Linked DNA regions of Zea mays: region 1 is linked to region 2. The links are chromatin contacts, called in public Hi-C maps. All regions are on one chromosome and are shown on one strand. Each heading gives the region's core, a stretch centred on a gene start, on an enhancer-like site or on the middle of the called end of the contact. The rest is flanking DNA. Distances are from core to core; before and after follow the strand shown.

What was found. A called contact is a pair of places that touch in the nucleus more often than the background predicts.
Region 1: a contact with region 2 is called in a Hi-C map of bundle sheath, with 2.5 times the contacts expected there. The contact joins the promoter of LOC103640588 here to the enhancer-like site in region 2. A contact is called at or near these places in 3 of 25 Hi-C or Micro-C datasets (bundle sheath, ear and endosperm).

The regions. Positions count from the first base shown.
Region 1 is chr1:176,172,857-176,176,680 of Zm-B73-REFERENCE-NAM-5.0, reverse strand. It overlaps LOC103640588 (L-type lectin-domain containing receptor kinase IX.1), which reads right to left and starts at 1,348. Exons shown (of 2, transcript XM_008663771.3): 1 at 1-1,348. The coding sequence starts at 146.
Region 2 is chr1:175,989,028-175,993,109 of Zm-B73-REFERENCE-NAM-5.0, reverse strand. No RefSeq gene overlaps it. Among protein-coding and RNA genes, the nearest start is that of LOC541874, 79 kb to the left of the region's middle. Within about 2 kb of position 2,554, at least 17 of the 20 cell types and tissues checked have an H3K27ac peak or open chromatin away from gene starts, as enhancers often do. A contact at or near this core is called in bundle sheath, ear and endosperm, where this site is marked.

The sequences.
Region 1 (3,824 bases), core at 99-2,598, 180 kb before region 2:
AGGTTCTTCTTGTACTGGCTACCGTCGGTGTAGTTGTCCGTCGACGAGCAGGACGGATTAAACGGCTCCATGATACTGTTGTTCTGCCCGGCGGCCGCGACGAAGAAGATGGCCAAGGCGGCGAGGAGGAGAAGGCAGGATGCCATGGCCGCAGGGGACGGGGACACCGTACCCTTGCTTTCTGCTCCTCGTCAGCCGCCGCTCGATGAGGAATTGTAGGGGATCCAGGTGGCTTTTGAGCTGTCCAGTTCCAGCACGATGCAGGAGCAGGACTCGGTGTCCTGTGTCAGTGTGCACACATGCAGAGACCAAATCTTCATAATAGACGCAGCTACAACTACAAGTTCAGAGTCAACCAAACGAAATGCCATGCCAACTTCTTGTAGATGACAGGACTGTTTTTTTTTCTTCTTTTGGTTGAGAAGAAGAAAAAAAAAAGCTCTCCCCTTGTGCGCAAGAAAGTTTCTCAATAGTGGTCAGAAAAAGTTTTGTAGTTGGCTAGCACCGTAGACTGATCTGCTTTGACTGAAACAGTGAATATCTTATCTCTCAAGTAAAGTTTTGTTCGAGCAGATTGTGCATATAACCATGTAAAACATTGTTTCGCATTATATATATAGATTGAAGTTTAAAATAGGACGTGAGATTAGGAATAAGATATGAGAGTTGCTGGAGATAGACCTATTTTGCAACTCAGCTGGTTTGCCCAAAAAAAGCTTACCTCCCTGGCTTCCTGAAAAGCAGTTTTTTATATAGTTAAAGCCATTTCGCAAATTATTCAGTACAAACGGCTTATCCTAGAGAGTAGAGACAGAGTCATTTTCCTGTATTAAAATGGCAGAGTCAGAGTTTTTTTTTTTTCCCGAAGCAATAGATCCAGGATTGATGAAGCTACTATTTGTGGTTTTTTCTTCATAATAAAAAACAACTTTGGCATTTAGATGCTTTTCGTAGTAAGCTATTAAAAAAATGTTTGACTGAGTTTTGGCTTTTTTCCAGAGAAAAGGTAAAGCCAAAGTTCTGACAAACGGGGTCTAAGTAGTCCATTCTAGATGTTGCTTTGAGCCTTTGACCATGCCAAACTGCTCCTGTCGCTTTAACCCATTCCTCAAGCGAGGATCGGAGCTTAAAAAGGAAGAAGAAAGTGTAAAAAAAGAGAGAGAAAAGAACCTGCAGTGAAACCTTGGACATCTTGTTGATGGCGAGGCGACCAAGTCAGAGTGCATCCGATCTTCAGAGACCGAAACCGACGACGTCACGGCCACGGCGTCCCCCATAGCCAGAGAGACAAAGGGCTGCCTTTATACTTTGGTTGGATGTTCTTCTCTCCTCGCCTGAGCTTGTTGAATGTTCTTCTCTAAGCTCATCCGTTGGTTGACTTGAGCAGGTTTTGTAATATCTGCCCAAACACAAACAGTAACATTCTTGTACGTTACTAACGGGCCCGGTCTGATCTCCTCCTCCTCTCAACGTGGGCCTATTTCCCCTTCGGCTACTGGGCCATGGCCCATTAGCGGACCCTACAGCAGCAGTTGGCGCCAGAAATAGAGCCTGTTTAGGACTTCAGCTCCGTTCAACCAAAAAAAAACAGACGGTCCAGATTCATCAAATTGGTTTTAAGCAAACTCGGTTTTAGTTGGACGACCGATCAAATCAGGGACAAAAAAAATGTTTGCCTGGAGCCGAGGGCCAGCGGCGGCGAAGGCATGGGCGGTAGCGGCGGCCGCGTCGCCGGCGATGGCGGCAGGGTGACGTCGTCGAGCAGGTAGACGAGGTAGCAGCGGCACCCAAGCGGCCTCACGTTCCGGGCAGGCTGCCCGCGCAGACCGCCGGCAAATCGGATTAAAAACGGCAGTGATAGCAGCCGGCATGATTCGAGCCAAGCGCAGGCCGGCAATGTCGACGGATTTACCCAACCCAAACCACGTTTGACATGACAAAGCCCACAGTTGCACCGCTTTAGATTAGAACCAAGACATTTGACGAGCACTAAGTACACTTCTCCATTTGCTTACAGACCCCTTTTCGAACCACTCTTGTGAAACTTCCAAACGAAATGGACAACTACAGAGCAGAACAGAAAAGAGGTCGGGCAAGGGTGTCGCCGGGCGCCGGCCATGGCTGCCCGCCTTCTCCGCCGGTCACACCCGGATTTAAAAAACAAAACCGGGTGCATCTTATACATACGCAAAAAAGATAACATATATAATAACAGAGTGTATAGAGATAAATGTCACAATATAATCAGAATACTTATTACATAACAAAAGTCTTACAAAATAAAGCTAAATATAAACAAACTAATAAGTCAACTGGGAGACGCCATCTATATCAAATCGAACTCCTCATTGTATGTCTCCTCTTGAACCACCTGTTCTTCTCCTGTGTGAGGGGGGGGGGGGGGTGAGAAGCAAGGGTGAGCTCACACATGTTCACCGCTCAACAAGTTGTGGGGAATAATGTGCATTAACTCACCAAAGGTGAGAGTTCATGTGATGTGTAAGGCTGACCAACAATAGAGGTTAAAGTTGAGCATTGCTTTTAATACATTGGTCAAATTTTATTAGCAGTTATTAAATGTAAGTAAATACCAAACCATAATAAGAATAATAGAACAAAATTAATAAATAATCCCATGCAAATGCAAATAACAAATTGAATTTAAGTTACATAAATTAATCATGTGAGTGTCCGAGTCGCTCATGACCGTGAGCACGGCTAGTATACCAGTTTTACACTCTATCCACAAGTCGTGTATCTCATGTCGCCAGGGTTTGCAAGGTCCTTAGACACTAGCGAGGTGAATGGCTAGGGATCCACTACGAGACCTTTACAAAGTTTCACTAGCTTCCGAAAACCCGCTACAGTTATGGGAAGAGCACTTGCAAGAATCCCTCGTCTGACCGCCATCGCAGCAAAATGAACCCGAGAACCTCCCTGCATGCAACTCCCCTACTGCCCTTGCCCCTTTCGGGTAAGGTAGTCTTCCACTAGCTTTCCTAATTAGTTAGCCAAGGGGTCACATTCCTCCCTTGTGGTGGCACGTTTTCCCGGGTGGTTCTCCATGTTCCCATTAACATAACGATCTTATCATGAACATCAATAACATAACAGAATAATAGGAACATGGATATAATGAAATATTAACCCAAAACCATGTAAAGCAATAGCATAACTACCCAATGATTCAGGGGTAAACAAGGTAAAAAGGATAAACAGACTAGGGTGACCTATTGGGTCCCATCAAAATTAACCTATGCAGATCATTATGATTAATAAGAACATGACTGGGTAAAAAGGAAGTGATCAAGGGCACAACTTGCCTGACACTTGAGATTCTAGGCACCAGGTGATTCTTCAGATGCTCGAAACCTTGCGCTAGTCGTAGCAATACAAACAAACATGGTATAGACAAAATTAACATCACACCAAACATAAGTACAAACTGAATAATAATGATCTACGTGTCGCTACGAGATCGTGGGTTCGAGAACCACTAAGATCGGAGTCATGTTCAGGAGTTATGATCTATGGAAGATCTATGTGATTAAAATATGAAACTATATTATGAATTGGTTAGGATAAATCATATGCGAGGTTATTCTATAAATAATTATCTCAACTTTAATCTAAGTTATAAATTTACCATAAATTATATTTTGGTAGATAATGATGAGCACATTAACAAGACTAACCAACATAAGTTAAATAAAGATCTAATCATAAAATAATGAGACATGGTATAATAAATGTTTTTACTGCGTAGTAAATACTTATACGAGACTAACACAACTTAAATGGTTCAAATCGGAGTTATAGATTTT
Region 2 (4,082 bases), core at 1,305-3,804:
GTAGCCTGTGTAAAATTACATTTATGCCTTTTACAATCGACTACAATAATGACAAAAATATCATGGGTCTTTATGTCATTTTATCTTTAAGTCGATTCACCCCTTCGTCTTGGGATCTGTCACTGTGCCGAAGCTTTATAGGTGATAGCTTCGACGCTGCTTCTGAGAGGATCTGCCGAAGGTGTTCTCTTTCTTTAGGATCTTCGGCTATGAAGCATACCCCCAACATAGGGTATTACGCTCCGGCACTCAAACCACTCTAATCCTCGTGTTCTCGTGTTATTCCAGCTAATCATGCAATCCCTAGGTCCCCTCCTCATCTTAGGATCAGGGCGGGTGCACTTCGCCACCTGGCCGGAGGATTTTCCCTCGACAAGTACCTGTTGGAGACAAGCTTAATTAGTTAGAACTAGATCTCATAATTAGCTGGAGATTAAAAGCCAATGTAAATTATCAAAGACTACCTAGCTAGTCATTGGCTAACAACTAGTTATAATCATTCTCTCTATATTTTTAGTTTGTTCAAATTTGACTTATGGCGAGAAAAGTCGTTTTCCTTTTATTTTTTTGTTTTTATAAGGAACTGGCATTCACTGTACGGATGGGAGTACAAGTTAGCACGCTGGTGGTGAGAAGCTTTTTTGTGGATCAGCGTCAGGTTGGCAAGCTGTGTGCATGTAAAGCTATCTTCGTCTCTCCTATCTTATTCTCTTTCCGTCTTATATTTCAAATTTACTTTACAAACAGTATTATCTATAACGTAAAACGATATGTCGGTATTTCATACTATCACATACATAATCGGCTAGGGTTTGTACAACCATATACACGATCTACTGAAGACAATCTAACATGTACGCACTGGTTGTTTGATCCCGATCTTCCAGACTTGACAAACTTAATCTCTCTCTCTGACGGAACCTAGTCACAAACTCATATCTGTTGTACAGCAGCCTCTTGATTATCGCCTCTTATGTGCACAGGTCATAATAATGTCGTGATCAGCAGAGTGTACATATAGTTGTGCAAAATATTGTTTTATATTATATATCGTGCTTCTTATAGAGTAGAGTTTGAAATATGAATAAGATAATAGATGGAATAAGAAGGTTGAAGACAGCCTAAAAAGATATATACATATTAACTTACCACTTTTTCTTTTCGATGACAATAGATGATGAATGAGCACTATTATATAACATGGACATACAGTACGGACACGACATGATGAGTGGGCACTATTAGGCTAACTTCAACCCTACCATGTACCATCTATTTTAAAACTCATTTTATCGTTTGCCTACCTACCTAAAAATGCATCTTCTATTGTCTATCATTATCTCCAACAATGACATCTATCCGACCTTTCGAACTAACACCCATATCAATAAAAAACTATTTTATTTTCCAACCCACCTTCTCTCTTCTCACCAAGTATTTTTTTTTCGAGTTTAGGTGTCTATCAGACCCGTGCACATGGGAGTGCGGGCTGTTCGACGGAATAGGGCCCCCCATTTTTTGGGCCCTAAAATTTATTGTACCAGTCCATTAGTACTACTAATTTGGCATTAGGAGCCTCGGAAAGTGAAAAGGAAATCGTTTCGCATGCCATACGTCGTTTCGTCTTTCATCTACCGCTGAGTCTAGACCAACGCATTTGCTAGTTCACCACCGCGAGCGCCCATTGCTGCTTGTGCCTGACGTTCGTTTTCCTACCACCACTCGTCAACACACCAGTGGGCATCTGGTTGTCCATCATGCAGGCAGTAGGCATCCAACACGACAACGTCACCGATCTTGCTCATTCTTCGTATTTGTGAAGCAAAGCAATCAAATAAGGTATCTCTAATATTTCAGTATGCATGTATATTTATTTGCTAACTTTATTTATAAAACAATTTATTGATTATCATATTAAATATTGTAGCATTTCAAGATCTAATTATCAACATCATGTCTTCGGCTAATGGGTCTAGAAAATATGATTCTGGTTACCAAAAATGTAAGAAAAAACAAAGAATAGATGATTTAAATCAATCTCAGAAGGGAGCTATGGAGATATTTATTATAAAAGAATCAAGTAACACAAGGTGAATGAAGTTGTTCAAGTAAAATTTATTTAACCAAGAGTTTAATAGGTATGCTTTTCATAAATTCTATTTCTACATTACATTACAATATTTATATTATTGAACTATTATTTTTTAGTAATTTTATAAGAAAAGACCTCTATTCAATAATTTTGCACAGGGTCTCGCTTTTTGCCGGTACGGCCTGGTGTCTATTTAGGTGCTCCATTGAAGTTAGCAAGCCCTAGCTCGTCGGCTAAAAACCCATAAAATACTAAGTATTGTATCAATTCGGAATTTCGGATCCGATGTAATTTTAATAACTGTGAATCAATAGAATCATTTCTTTGGGGTAAAATAAAAAAAAAACATTGACGCAATCTGCAACGGTGTTGCCGCGGCGTACGTGTTTGGTGGTGCGGTCAGGCATGGCCTCATGCACACCGTCCATTTCATCCGCTTTTAACGCCCGAGATCGATGCGTGGCGGGAAAGCTTTACTGCCCCACCCACCGACCAAGCACGCCAGCGATGTTCTTGACGTGTGGAGCACTGAAACATGGGACGCGTCGAGGAAGGGACAAAGAGACGTGCGCGCGCGCGTTCTGGTCGCCGGACGACAGCGAAAGCAGCTGGGAGGGGAAGCGCACCAAACATCTGCACTCGTCACGCCTCTGCTTGAGCGTCGCGTCAGCTACCCTGCTGCTTGTCTATGACTATTTTATTTCAGCCTTTTGTGATGACTGATGAGTTTTTCTAAAAATCTAATTGTGAAAAAATTGAGAAAAATCTAACTATGGTGCGGATGAAGATATATATTGTTTAGGATCTAGAAAAAGCTAAAGCAAACCGGCTCTACCTCCCCTTCCTAAGATGCTTAACCCATTTGTTTTTTTCCAAGAAAGTTTTCTCTGTTTTTTTTTTGAAAAAAAGATGTTGTTCAGCACAAAAAATCCGACCGTCCGCAGTCCGGACTTTCTACCGTAGCAGCACGGACCATCCGCGCATGCACAAAATCAGTTAGGGTTCTGGATTTTTTGCGGGATTTGTTAGCAAAACCTACGAGATTCCATTTTCTATTTGCAGAACTGGGGAATGTTGCTCAAAGCAAAAGAGAGACCCATCCTGGAAAGTTTGCTGGATACCATGGAGGAGTGGCTGCATCAATTCCGACCTATGCGTGGAGACAACACTGATGTTGAAGTTATGTGAATAATGGGTTGGTTCTTAGTTTGGTCGCCTCTTAGGTTTTGTTAGACTGTTATGTTTTTGTAGTGGCATACAACCTGTTAAGGTGTGAGGTGTGCTGTTTCTGGGTGGTCGCCATGTGAGTTAACCTACGGTTACTTTCGTGTGCTTGAAGTTTTAGATGGTTGCTAGGTGTGGGGTGTTGTTCGGTTCTCTGATGGGTCAGATGAGGAGTTTTAAGTAGTAGCTGGTTAAACTGGTTCTCACAGTCCGCTGTATGTGTGTGTGTGAGTCTGTATCTGTTGACTCTGTTTGCTTTCTTAAAAGATGAGTAAATCTCGTTTCAAAAAAAAATTGCAGGATTAATTCGAGAACTGACTCGTAGCATATCTAGACCTCCACCCTTTATATAGATGAAGGGGTACGACCCATTAAAGTCCCCACAATCGATCCAATCAATTCTACTTATCAATTTTACCTTATTTGCATCGGTCATTCAATTTCTAGGAGTAGGAGTAATTTAGCCTTAGGTTTAGATCTAGTTTAGCCTTCCACAACCATCTCTCTTCGACTCTACGTTGATTAGAGACACACCGGGCGGCCTGCCAACAGCAACGCCTTGGACTCCCCCCTCGATGGGATCTCTCCCAGGGGCGAGTTCTAGGGTTCTTCGCGGAGAAGAAGACCCTCTATGCCATCGCGGACAGTCTGGCCCCAGGCGCGGACCGTCCGGAAGCGTGCAGAAGAGGATCCACTCCTGCGCCCAGGTCACAGACCGTTCGACCCTATGCTGCGGACCGTCTGGAAGCATGCAGAAGAGGATCCA